Linked DNA regions of Drosophila melanogaster: region 2 is linked to region 1. Evidence: chromatin contacts called from public targeted proximity ligation data. All regions are on one chromosome and are shown on one strand. The core of a region is the stretch at or near the end of the contact, and the rest is flanking DNA. Distances in the headings are between cores, read along the strand shown. Region 1 holds the start of CG7768. Region 2 holds the start of lncRNA:CR46031 (long non-coding RNA:CR46031).

What was found.
Region 2: a targeted proximity ligation map of the Kc167 cell line shows a contact between it and region 1, with 6 times the contacts expected there. A contact is called at or near these places in 2 of 107 Hi-C or Micro-C datasets (the OSC cell line and the S2 cell line) and 3 of 7 datasets of targeted methods (the Kc167 cell line and the S2 cell line).

The regions. Positions count from the first base shown.
Region 1 is chr3L:14,216,095-14,222,973 of dm6, reverse strand. CG7768 reads right to left here and starts at 4,770. Exons shown (of 2, transcript NM_168584.4): 1 at 4,684-4,770; 2 at 4,000-4,629. The coding sequence starts at 4,591. The coding sequence ends at 4,097. The region is part of intron 7 of nuf (nuclear fallout); the gene reads right to left.
Region 2 is chr3L:14,420,051-14,427,073 of dm6, reverse strand. lncRNA:CR46031 (long non-coding RNA:CR46031) reads right to left here and starts at 2,573. Exons shown (of 2, transcript NR_133239.1): 1 at 2,310-2,573; 2 at 1,148-2,188. All of the region lies in intron 4 of bbg (big bang), which reads left to right. lncRNA:CR46032 (long non-coding RNA:CR46032) reads left to right here and starts at 5,780. Exons shown (of 1, transcript NR_133238.1): 1 at 5,780-6,472.

The DNA.
Region 1 (6,879 bases), core at 3,521-6,020:
CGAAGGGAAAGAGACAAAAGTCGCGACATACAACAGCTGTTTCCTGCCACAAACTGATCTACCACAAATTGTTTTTACCTTCCATTATTATTGCATTGGTATAAGAAATATTAAAAAAAAAATAAGAAGATTACACAGATAAAAGCATTCTTTTTTCTGGCATTAAGTGTGCTAGTCACAGTATACATTATATAAGCCAACCCTCTCTTTACTTCTTCTTTTTTTTTTAGAACCAACAGACCGTAAAATTATTTTGTTCAGACTTTGAGCAGAATTCTAGACAATTTTACATATCCTCGTCGTACAGCTATTTTCCAACCTCTCCCTATTTTCATTGTTATTTTGTTCCTCAGGTTTTGAATTCCCGCCTAGTTTCTAATTACCAGAAAATGCAATGGCTGGCTAAGTTTGCTTTTCTTTTACTTGGAATTTGTGGCGTGCTGTTTACTTTTGTAGTCTAGTAAACTGAATCATTCTTAGTCTTATCAAATCGTTCGGCGACGTGTATAGTTAAGGTGCCCTTGTCAAAGCTTCATTTTCACGTTATCACATACAAATTTAAATAAAGGTCAATATGAGGGCCAATTAAAAGCAGGGCATGACTGATAAAGATTTTACTTTTTAAAGAACTTTATTTGCTTTGAATGATTCCAAGTTGATTTACGAAATAAGCATTCAAATAAATAAAATACAACTTTATTACAAATGATTTGGAAACCCTTATCAAAATACAATCCAATTCCTTCAATACAAGTACAGTAAGTAACCGAATAATCTGATTTCAATTCAACTAAAACTAATTTGCTAATGAAGTAAACTTTCCTTTCTTGTCAGCTGAATATTTTTGGATTATCATATCTCTTCAACCATTTTTTCCTCGCCCATGTCAGGCAATCAAAAACAGCATAATAGAAAATTATCATTAGCTACTCTTCAGCAAAATTGAATTCCACAAAGATTTGCATACAATGGTCGACGAAGGAAGGGGTGAAAATGGGGATGAGTCGAACGAGGGGAGCTCATTAAATGCAAATTTTACTTCGCTGCTGTGCACTTTTCATGCAACAAAGTGAAGTGAACAAGTTACAACAAAAAGGTTGTAAAATATACAATGATTAGCCGAAATTGGATCAGGAATGCTGAGTACCACATAAAATATTCATGATTTCAAACAAATGTATATTTAAAGACTTTGCATCAATTATATGGGAATCATATACATAAGAACTTGAAAAAAAATTGTCATTGATTATTTTTAATGTACTATTATGTATTCTATAACTTTCTTGAAAGCTTTTGCTTAAAAGAACCAAAAACTAATGATGCAATCCTTTAAAATATTTTTAATTTTCCTGCCGATTTTATGATCTTCAATAATCTGTGCCGCGATCTCACAAATATTTTTCAATTTTAAAAGTGAATAGCTAATTTTTTCGATTATTTAAAATGGTGTATTATGTATTTTATTACAACCACAATCGAGGGAGAAAAACAAATTTCGATTAAAGCACGCGAAACGCGAAAAGCAAACTGAATGAACCAGAAATTCAGGGGCAAAATAAACCGAGGCAGTCGCCAGCGATAGAGAGAAAAATGAGAGACTGGGAGAGCGAATTTGGGGAGGCGCAATCTTTATAAATAGGAAAAAATAATAATCAACAAACAAGAGCAATGACAAGGGACCGAAGAAAGAGAGCGATCCGATCCCCCAAAGGAAAAGTTTTTCGCCATATGTCCGAGGGTGATTCTCTCGCCGAATCCGCCCGCCTCCTTTATTTTGAACATATGGTTTTTGAGTCAGGGACAGCGCATAATTATGTGGAATTTATATACGGTCACCCCAAGCCAACCGCTCCCAAAATGCCTCCCATCATATGTTCATATATGCATACATACGTATGTATGTATATGTTTTACTCATTACTAAATAAAAGCGCAAGTGAATAAGCGTGGACACGAACCGAAAAGCAAGAGTAACGGGACGCATGCGGGATTGGATGGTAATCTCCATCCATTTCGTCCCATCTCTTTCGTACACCCCCTTTTTGTTGATGTCATCAGAGGGTCTTTTCCGTTCTTTTGTTATTGCGGCTACCTTAGGCCTTTTACTTATTGGTTTTTAGTGCTAGTTTTCAGTTCCGGTTAGTTGTCTTCTGTGCTGTTAGGGCACTGTGCCGTTAGATTTATATGCCTACTAATTGACGAACCATCGCTAATGAAAGAATATTTTCCTACCAAACTTAACGGTACGGAAAATGCCTAGTAAAAGAAATTAAGAAGTACGAGTTATGTATAATGAATGAACTTGGAACTGCTATGCGTTATTCTCGGTGGAAGCCCTTGATTTATTTAATTCCCTTTGAATGTAGAAACTGCCGAAAGCAATGAAAACAAGACTTGATTTTTAAAGAGGCAATATTATTTTTTTTTTTTCATCTTCCTAAGTTTACTAAACTTTTTAAGAAAATACTTAAACTTGTCTCCATTAATAATAAAAAAAATCAACACAAAAAGCACAATTAATTTACATTGTGCCGGTTTTGCAAATTTGATCACCTTATCTTTCTTCGTTTTACTTCATCAATTACCGTCAGTGTTTTTTCAACTTTTAACGCCCCATAACGAAGAATTGCTTTGAATTGTTTAAAGCTATTTTATTTTTTCTTTCATTTTGTCCCATTTATTGTATCATTTATCAATTTTATGCCACACTTGATTTCCATTTTTTATGTTTCGATAAAACACTTGGCAAACTGATTCAACCGCACTTTTCAATTTAAGATCAATCAACCAATATATTTGCCAGAGGGTATGAAAATTAGAAACATGAGCCGAACAAGGCTACTTTGATTACGGGTTTTCACAACAGACCCTGTCATTAACGAATTTGTTTTGATTTCACATTTTTCCTTAAATAAGCGGTTAATGAGCCAAAGGCACCTGACACAGCTGATAAGCGAATTCGATCGATAATAGGTAACACACAAAAAACACACGAATTGAGGTAACTTTGGGTTAATTTTCTCGAATTTCGAACCTTTTTTAATTTGGCTATTTTGCTTAGGAGAGCAGCAGCAGCAGCTGCATTTTCCTTTTCCTTGGCAATTGCATTGCCCAACAACAAAACACCCGCGCGAGAGAGCGCGAGAGAGTGAGAGACAGGGCGACCGTTCGATGCGCTGCTCCGCTTTTCTAGTGTTGTGAACGCGGCAAGCGTTAAATGCAATCTGAGAGAGGAAAGCGCTGAAAAGCCAGCGCCAAGTCGCGGCCCCTCCTCTGCCGCTGCCTCGGTCGACGTCGGCAGAAGCCGCGACTTGTTTTGGGTGCCCGAAAAAATAACGAAAAGAAATACAAAAAAACAGAGCCCCAAAGCAAAACGAACGCAATAGAAAAATTCCACTAATGTGACTTAGCAGTGTTGGAAATTCGTATTACATGCACTTGAGAAAAGAAAATTTTGTTTGCTGAGTGGCTTATATGCACATACACATATACACATTGTATAACATAGTTAGCCAGGTGTTTTTAGGTTTGAAAAGAAATACTAACTTCCAAATATAATATTTGTTTAAACAAAACTTATATTGCAGAATATATTTAAAAAATAATGGATTCAATTTGAGTTTTTGAATGTATTTAGTAAAGTGCACTTTACCAAACATATACATATGTATTACTGGTGGTTAATTCTTTTTTTTCATCAGTGTATGTGACTTAATAGACATTTGCAAAGTGCATTCGGGTAAAGTGGATAGAATGGCTTGAGGGAAAGGTGATGGGAGACAGAATGAGAATCGAGTGGAAAGAATCAAAAGCGACATATGTGAGCAACTCTTGAACTAAATTGAGTCAATTAAAAGTAATGGAAAGAAAAATCAAAGGAAAATGAGTCAGGGAACTGGGCTGTTCAGGGTGCACCGGATTATTCAACGAATTGGTCTGAAATGCGTAACATATGAGAGCGATGTAAATAGTTGAACCGACAAAATACATTTTTTTGCACCCCCTTTTATTTTGCAAAGTTTTCTTGAAAAGTATAATTTCAGTGTAATAGTGTAAATGTGTGATTGACAGCACTATTATGTATTGACACCCTTCAGAGGGCTCCGCAGTCTTCGATAATTACTTTCTTGCTGGTCTTCCCATCTTGTGAACCGTAAGATTCTACCTTCTGGACGATATCCATTCCCTCAACGACCTTGCCGAACACGACATGCTTATTATCCAGCCATGTGGTTTTCCCGGTGCAAATGAAAAACTGAGATCCATTGGTATTGGCCCCAGCATTGGCCATCGAAAGTACACCAGCTCCGGTATGCTTTAGCTCGAAATTCTCATCGGGAAACTTGTTTCCATAAATGGAGCGTCCTCCAGTTCCGTTTTGATTAGTGAAATCACCGCCCTGACACATGAAATTCGGGATGACGCGGTGGAATGGTGATCCCTTGTAGCCGTACCCCTTCTCTCCGGTGCAGAGGGCCCGGAAATTCTCCGCCGTCTTGGGCACCACATCCGAACGTAGTTCCATCACAATTCTACCTAACTTCTCACCTCCTGCGGCTATATCGAAGTAAACGCGTGGCAACGACATCTTCGCAGATGCCGAAAATTTTCGGAGAAAAGCCAGATCTATTAGGTTTAAAATCGAACGATGCCTTGTTCAAAAACAAGAAATATATTTACCGGATAACTTGGTGGTGTCAGCTTTATGATAAAAAAAAGTAACGACTTTCAAGAGAACCGTACAGTAGAACAGCTGGAACTGAACTGACGAATATTCTGGGCTAGTCAGGGATCTGAAGTAAGGGCTCGTTGAAATTCATTTCACAGCCTTCTTTATAAAATCCAGTAGCAAAAAAAAATGCCTGCTTTGGCTTCCACAATTTTTAATACATTGCAAATGATCGGTATATTTGGATATTTTAAGGTAATATTGTCCTTAAAATACCTTTATCCGTGTCTAATCTTACAGACCTTATTTACTCTTCTAATTTGTTTAACCGCCGCCTTAATCAACGCAAAACTCACAGATACTTTTAAAGCCGGCTATATTTACCTTTCATTTGCAGTTGTGTACAAACTTTATATATCCATCCACGCGATGAGTGTATGTTTGTATAATTAGGCAAAAAAAATAGTCAATATTTATTTGCCAAAGCAAATACAAACTGTGAGAATTATCCACGTTTTAAAGAAGCTGCTATTGCATTTATATTTATTCATTTGTTTGTTGTCTATATGAACGCATAGCACTCCTTTAAAACTCTTCTATCCCCGACTTCTTTGGGTTTAGCACATTTTGTGTATATATTAAAGTCCAGGGCCTAGTGAGTTTCCAAGACAACAATTGCTATTTGGGTATACATATACATAAGAATTGTTATAAGGGGAAAATAAAGGAAGGTTGAAGTACGATAAGATTGGCTAGTAACCGAGAACGTTGTAAACACAATGTTCGATAAAGTAGGTTTGGCATATTTAATAAGTTGCACGGACTTTCCCTTTATAAGCTTTATAATCATTTTTTATGTATTTTTCGCTCATAAATAAAAATAAAAATTAAAAACAAGCTACTTCAAGACCCTTAGATAATCTCCCCTCAAAATGCCAAAAGTTCAAGATGATTTAACGAAAGAAGGTTATTCGCACGTAGGTCGTAATTGTTAACTCGACTCTCCACTGTCTCATTACTTATAATAAATTGTAGTGCGACCGAATAGCGAAGACAAGAAAGATACAATCCATAGTTGGCCAAGACAAGTGTAGCCCCAACTGAACTCGAACTCGAAACCGATTCGATTCGTTTTGACTAGTTACCCATTAATGTAACGCCCCGTTCGCCTTGGACAACCTTGTGCAAAAAGTAATATACGGAAAGCCAACATGACGTAATGGAAAGCGTAGGATTTCTACTTGCCAACTGCTCCCACTGCCACGCCCCCAGAAATAGGCGCCTCTTTTATGGACTTGCGAGTGTATGAGTGTGTGTGGGAACATAAATTCACATTATGGCCAATTCTTCGGGCGATTTTTCAGCTTAGATAAAAGGTAGACAAGAAACACTTTTGTGGGTTCGTTTTAGCACTTACCAAGTGGAATTGGTAAGATAAGAGTGCTCGAGGTAGTTTGTGTTTAGCTATTGTTTTGCTTACCTGGAAATAAAGGAAAATAAAGAACAAATTATTATTAGATTTGGAATAGCAGAAGTCAAGATAATAGATATGGAAATGAGGTGAATGTAAAGTCAACACAAGAAGCACTTTAATGTCAAGCAATGTTTTTCACAGGATGTACAAGACAAAGGGGAAGAAGAAAGAACCCAAAAACAACTAACCTCACACAAACTGTTACACTTTTCCCAAAAACTTTAATACCAGTTTTATCGTAAAAAATATAACAAAAGCCCTAAGAAATATTTTCATATTTTCCAACTATCGCCGATCGATCCATCAACTGAAAACCTGCAACGAAAAACGTTTTCCGCACCCACACTCTATAAAAAAAAACCACTGAAAATGGATTTTGTCTAGCGGTTCGTGCCATTCGTTCCATTCGCCACCTGCTAGGGTCGTCTTATCGATTAAACAATTTTGCTGGCACCTTTGACGCCCACCTTTAAGACCATCAGAAGTCGAGGCCCGGCACAACATAAAAAGCATAAAGCCGAGCCGAATGAGATATGTAGGGAAAATACAAAAATAATACGAAAAAAAATCGAGTAAAAGCCATAAACGAAAATCAATTTTTAACCCAAATGTGACGTTGACCCAGAAACCATCGAAATCCCAAAGACAAAGAGACCCACACACACAACGAATTGAAGCATAAACGTTGCAATTATCATAATTAATGCAAATGCTCCTTAAAGTATACCAAAGT
Region 2 (7,023 bases), core at 1,324-3,823, 210 kb before region 1:
GTTTCACTTTTGAGCGCGCATTCGAGCGCAACAATTAATTGCAGGCAATGCAAATTGTCCGTGATTGTTTATGATTGCCAGTTTGGCAACAAGCGCCGCAAGGTGCAATTTCCCTCAAACGCACATAATAATACAACGAATTAACATAACAAATTATTTCAGTTTTGCCAAAAGCTGATAACTGTTAAATGACAAGACAAAACGAGACGTAAGCCAATTTTCAGACAAAATATGGCCCATATATAAAAAGATATAAAAACAACCTTCGAGTGCAAACAGAAAGCAAACTGTTTAAATATTTTAACGAAAATTCTTAAATATGTCTGTGGAATCCATGCAAAAACGAAAGTGCTCAAAGCGGATCAGCGGTTAGAGAGAAAGGCAGGTAAGCGATGGGGAGTCAAGAAACAGAGTTGGAATCTTACTGGGAAATTCCATCAGTGAAAGATCGATGTTCAAGTGGAAATAATCAGGAAGTTCTTTATCATTTGATCTCTGGTGAATGAACGGTGTTCAGTGAAAAAATGCAAAGTGAAACGAGCGTTGAAAGAACGAAGAGTAAAAGTATTTTAAAGCCGGAGGAGTTTTTTGAAAAAAGAAAACAACAGACGTGCCAAATTCATTTTTTACACACTCATTTTCTTAGTATGATTGCTTCAAAAAAATATCAAACGCAAGGAAACGCTTAAGCTCTATATATCCAAATATTCTTACATAAGAGATTTATGGTTTTTATTATTAGTGAAGCTTCAAGAATTTTATATTTTGTATAATTTTATAAGACGATTTAAATTTCGTTTTCCTTTAAACATTTACGCTTTTACATTCAAATCGTATCTGACTTTGTCCAAATTGCATTTTCTCTCAATAATTACGCTTCAATTGAACTCTTCTATGGATCAGTGGGCTTATTTCATTGTTAGCGAAAACGATTTCCCTTGATGCGAAAATCTACTTCCCCTTTTCCCCATCAGCAGTGGGCAACCCACTAACTTGGTTTCTACTCCAATTTACTTTGTTAGCGAGCGTGATGATGACAAACACAACCTTTCACACTTAGCCAGCCGTGCCAAATGCACGGAGAAAAATATCAACAAATTATTTTTAAAAAGACGAAAAAACGTATAATTCGTCCGTTAACTGTTTTAAGAACTCAATTCATATATTTATTTCATTTATGTAGCATTTAATCATTAATCCTTTGTTACAAAGATTACTTTCGGATATGTAATGAGCAATTAGATTCAATAATTGGTTTAAAATGTATTATTGTCAAAGCTAGGGTTAATTTTTCAGTGTCCCTTTAAGTCAGGCTGAAAAATTCGCCCTGTCATTCTCCGGTGATCTCTTGGCCTTCTCCGTTCCCCATTTGCACCATCTCGCCTTTTCTTTTCCTGCTCATTTGTGACACATTTCCTTCACCGACCAGTAAAAGTTCTTTAACAAAGAGCTCGGAGACAATTTGTATGCCATGGACAAACATTTTTGCCAGTGAATTGAACTACTTTCATTTAAATCGGTGGAAAGGGGATTGTGAGGGGGCATTAACATAAATATTTGATGCGATTTGCCGGCAAATTTGCTGTGTCAAATGCACCATAAACACTCAACTCAAACTCACCTACTTGGCTGTCTGTCATCGTTGGCCAGCTTTCATTCAATTTTTTTGCATGAAAAGCAGCGACTTGTGAGTGCGGAGGGGCATGCCTCCTTTTAAATGCAACTCCAGCAATCCGGCCATAAAATCCAACATTTAATGCGAAAAAGAGGCCGCAGCTGAATAGTTGAAATTCGCCTGAAACAAATTTTTCGCTTTTTGTGACAAGAATTTGCAAATGTCAACGAAAATTGCGAATTTCGCATTAAAGAGAATTTGGCAAAAGGGGGGGAATACCAAAGCTCCAAAAAGCGAACCAATTGAGATCGTTTTATAAGGTTTACTTGAAGATATTTTTTGTCTTTTGGTCGCTTCTTATACAACTTTTGCATTTCTTTTCTGGGGCATTTTGTGCCTGGCATTTTTAAAGAGTCCAGAAAACGGATCCGTAACGGAATCGGTATCACATCAAAGGTCTGGACACGATATGCCCTCCGATATATATTTCGATGTGATGTTGAGATATGTGGAGCATGTGGAGCGTGGAATATAATAAATATAACTCTGGTGGGATCCATTAAACTGATGATTCTGTGGGAATGAAAAAGAATAATATTCATCTGTTCATTTTATACATATACATGGACATGTCTTGTGTTTTATTATACTATTAAATTAAATAAATTAATGATATTATTTGACTTCACTTGACCTTAGAGGAAAGAAGAGGTATTGAAACGAAATCTGTCATACGCTGGTAGATTTTATTCATTCACTTTTTCACTTGAATTGAAACACTCGATTTTTAGCTTGGTTTCCCTTTTAACCATATTGTATTTCCATCCGATCTGTTTGTGTACTTTTCCACTTGTTATCATTCTTTTCGTGGACGTTTCGCCTTCGCATGTAACACTTGTCTGGCCTGACTGACACTTTTGGTATCCGTCAGATACTTTTACAAGCTCGGTATTTCCATTGCGATTGCGCTGCTCACTTCCCCCTCTTGTTAATGACAACTTTGCTTTTATTGCCAGACAAGAAACGAATTCAAAGACACTTGAATAAATCGAATGGTATACAAATATTTCGGACACCTGTCGACACAGTATCTTTGTGCGGGATGCCAATAAAAGAGGAATCCAACTGTTGTAAATTCAATTGTTGTCCACAATATTATTTACTGCGGGATCTAAAAATGATTTCTGACTCAATTAGAGGTTGTTGCTTCTTCAATCCCGTGCCGAAGCTCATAGATATTTTCCGCTTGATTACCTAATTGATATTGTTATGGTGTCATAATTATTATCACAACCTTTTCAGCGATAAGGCGCAATTTATTGGCAGTGATCATTGAACACCCGAAAAGGTCTGTCATCGGCTTTGAGAACCCACAAGATTTCTCCAACTAATTCGACCATAAAGGCGTCCAACTCTCGACTCTCTGGCCGAACTAATTCCCCAAGTGATTCAGATAAAACCACAACAAAGGTCACGCTTTAATTGATAAGAAAACAATGCAGAGTCTCCAACTTCTAGTTCGTTACTTTTCGAAATCTTCTGCTCACTCGCTTGGAAATCCTCAGAGTCGAGCTTCAGGTGACGGGCCCTGCCCCGATAAAGATCGCACCCCAGACAAAAAGTCGGGGGCCCAGAACTCCGGCAGGTGGTAGGTTGTTCGGTTCATGCCACAATCGAGTGCACTCCTCCTCGCAGAGGAAACGCAGAGAAAGACACAGATACGGATAAAGAAAAAGATACTGAAACAGGGACAGAAACCGAAACAGAAACAGCAACAGAACCAGAGAACAGAAACACTTTTAATAGTTTTGAACCTTTTGTGCTTGGGCTTCCACTTAAAATGTGCAGCGGAGCGTGCCTTTCTCTGGGGTACAAGTAATTAACCCATGTTGCCATTCTTCTTCGGGACTGTGCAAAACATTTAATTGTGCCGATTGCATTTCCAGCATACGTACATATCTGAAATGCCAAAACACAAAACACACTCAAATTAACTCCACTCGACGCGAAGATCAAAAGTACTGGCCGCCGCTACGGTTCTTGACATATTCAAAGCATTTCCAAGTCGGGGTTATTAAAAGTACCAACTCATCATCATCATCTAAGCCGGCTAGGCGATCTCATAAAAACCGCCAGACTTTCCGGGTTATATAAGCACCACAAGCACCGCACAGCTCCACAAATGTCACACTTGAAAATTAAAGCAGAAAATATAATAAAAACGAAGCCCAGCAGTCTCCACTGAAGCCAATTAGTTGCTTCCGTAACTTCTTGGTATTATTTTAATTATCTTCTTTCAGGCTGAATTTTACTTTTGGATCTTGGACTTATTTAAATTACTTTTTAACTGCAAAAAGATTTATTGGGTTATACTCATAAAGATCAACAGCAAAAAAAAAGGCGCAATAAAGCCGAGTTAAGAGTACAACTAATTTATGGGGAGATGCATTTTTTCGTTAGACTGCTGATCGTAAAATTCCTGGGAAATTATCTTTTCGGATATGAATCGAGCTTTGTGGAAAAGCAAAGTTAGTTTCTTGGAACTACCATAGGGACCATGGGAACTGATTGGATTGCAAAGCTCGCCAAACTATAAACATTTCTACAAAGTATATTTTTATTTTAATCGAAAAGCGTAAGTCGTATGTTTTATGTGTTGTATTTAACGTAATCATAAATAGAGCTTTCCACGACATTACCTTTTCCATTATTTTCTCTAAGCCTGTTGTGCATAAGTTGTTTTCCACATCTGCTCGTGAGCAAGCATATGTCTGTGTAAAAATCTGATATATACCCAACTATCAAATAATTCATAACGTTCTTGCCGCAAATTCCGTGCCCCCCTTTTCCCATTGCTTTCCTTTTTCTACGCACCTGGAGGCCTTTGCTGCGAAATGGGTAACAACAACAACCACAATGCAAGCAACAGCAATAACAACAACAAAAAATGCGTTTAAGTCAAGTTTGCCGCGAGCTTCTCGAAAAGAGTCGCCGCCGGCTTTTAATGTGTGCTATGTGTGTGAGGCACAGTAGAGCTCCTCTAACGCAACCTACTTTAAAAGTTAACAACACATATTATTATTTTACGACTTCAATTGAAGGGTTCGTTTTTTTGTTTTAAAAACTGAAGTCTATTTTTGGTTTGACATTTTAGTTTTCCACTAATTTTAAAATTGTCTTAAGCAATACTGACTAGTGACTTATACTTTGTTTGCTTAGAGCACGGTTTGTAATAAATTATAGCGATGTTATACTGTAAAGTGTTCTTCGTGTGTGGCAGCTGCGATTCGACCTCAGTCGGTGACTGCCCCCGGCACCGCGCCCTCGTTTGTGGCACTTTAGCTCGATATTTATGCAACGGCACACACTTCATTTCCCTCTGCCACCTGTCCCCCTTCCCATCCTCAGCTGCAATTTAAGCGCACATTTTTCTTGGCAACACACATTTTCCTCCGCTGCATCGGAGTAGTTTTTCCAGCTCGCTCTCTCCCACTCTCTCTCATTGTTTGCAACACTTGGCGCTTGCCACATAACGACAACAGCAGCATAAGTTGCAAGTTGCAACTGCAACATATGCAACAGCAGCAACATATGCAACAGCAGCAGCAACTGCATCGTACCATGACACATTAAATGCAAAACGGCAGCAAGGTGTGAAAAGGGCGGCGGAGGGGTGACAAGGGGTTAAGGGGAAGGAGGAGAGGAGAATGAGGAGCTTGGACCGGGTCTTGAGCAGCGGTTTCTGACTGCTGCTTCTTCTTGGCCATCTTGCACATGCTGTTGGTCTTTATTTAATAAAGAAATGGCTTGCGCATTTCTTAACGTGCCCTACAACCAGATGACGTTGGCATTTGAGGGGTATACGGGTAGTAAGGACTACAAAGAATGCTTGAAATTTTAAATAATTATAAATATTTGTATTTTTCAATGATATATTATTTTTAGTTTGAATTTGTCGTCTGTGACAATAAAATGGAGAGAAATAATCGTTATAAAGGGTTACCATTGACTAATATGACATAAAATATTTCGATGTTTTAAAATATAAAAATGGGCTTTTAAGAATCGGTAGAATCAAGTTCTTAATTTCGAAAACTTTTTATTATTAAAAGAGTGCTAATTTCCGTAGTTTTCTTGATTCTCTTATTATGAGTGAGTCATTGCATTTGGAAGGCAGTCAACATTTTTCCTGCCTAATGAAGACTTGAAAATTGGGAACACATTCAGTCGACCATATCCTTCGTCCTTGCATCGCCCTTATCCATTTTACGCATAATAAACCGTATACCACCGCCGTTCTAACTGGTTACAGCCCGAGCAGCTGTTGCCACTCTGCATTCCTCTTAACCCTTGTTTGTAGTTGGTGCTGCTCTTATGACAAAACAATTTCGAAAACCAGATTTGACGAGACGAGATGGAGGGCACAGGTATAATATACGTAAAGATGGCAAAGATACGCATAAGAATCCAAGGCAAACTTGAAGTTTATTTTTGGCACACACACACACAGCAGTCGAGCAGAGTCGTCAGTCAGCTGGTGGAGATTATGATTATGCAAACGGATTGCAGTGGATAGTGATCATTAAATGGCATTAGATCATAATAACCACCTTAGGCCAGCCGTCAATCCGTCATTTCAGCATCGAACACACTTTAAATAATTGCACATTTCGTCCGAGAGACTTTAATAAAATAATTAAAATGAAATATGCGGAGCTCGCTAGTTGGGAAATCCAATTTTTTCTTTTCGCCAATTCAGAAAATTGCGATGGGGATCAAAAGAAGGAGAGGAACCAGCTAAAGCGACCGCAGACTGGAGACCGATGGCATAAAATTCTGCGGGCTACCAATCTACGCATTTTTTAACCCCTCTTGGCTCCCGTCAATTTGGAACGTCAAAAGAAGACCGACGGCGGTGCGAAACAAAAAGGCAAAACGCGATAAACTGTTTCCATTTTAAAGAACTTTGTTGAAAAGCATAAAAATTCAACAGAAAATATTAATTTCAATTATTTAGCTACCCGCCGCCATATCGCAAAGCTCAGATTTTTCCCACCGCAACAAAAAAAAAAAGGGGCAGAGAAAAATGTGAAAAAGCAAGAAGGGGGATCCCAAAGAAGGCAGCATTTTGTTCGCTAAATGCGAGCAATTTGTTACAGGATTTTCATGGGTTCTGTGGGAAAATCTTTAGACCGGCAAAAAGGCCATTTATAATTATCAACTGTAGGTGGCGCTCTGGGAGCCTCTCGCATAGCGGAAGTTATTGTAGGAAAACTGCAGTTATGCCACTGCGCGATTTTCCAAAGAACTTGACATTGGATGGCGGCTTCTTCTTTAGCTGCTTTGTCTTCCATTTTCCACTCATCTATTTTCTTCGGTTTCACTTCTAATTAAAGACGACACTTTGG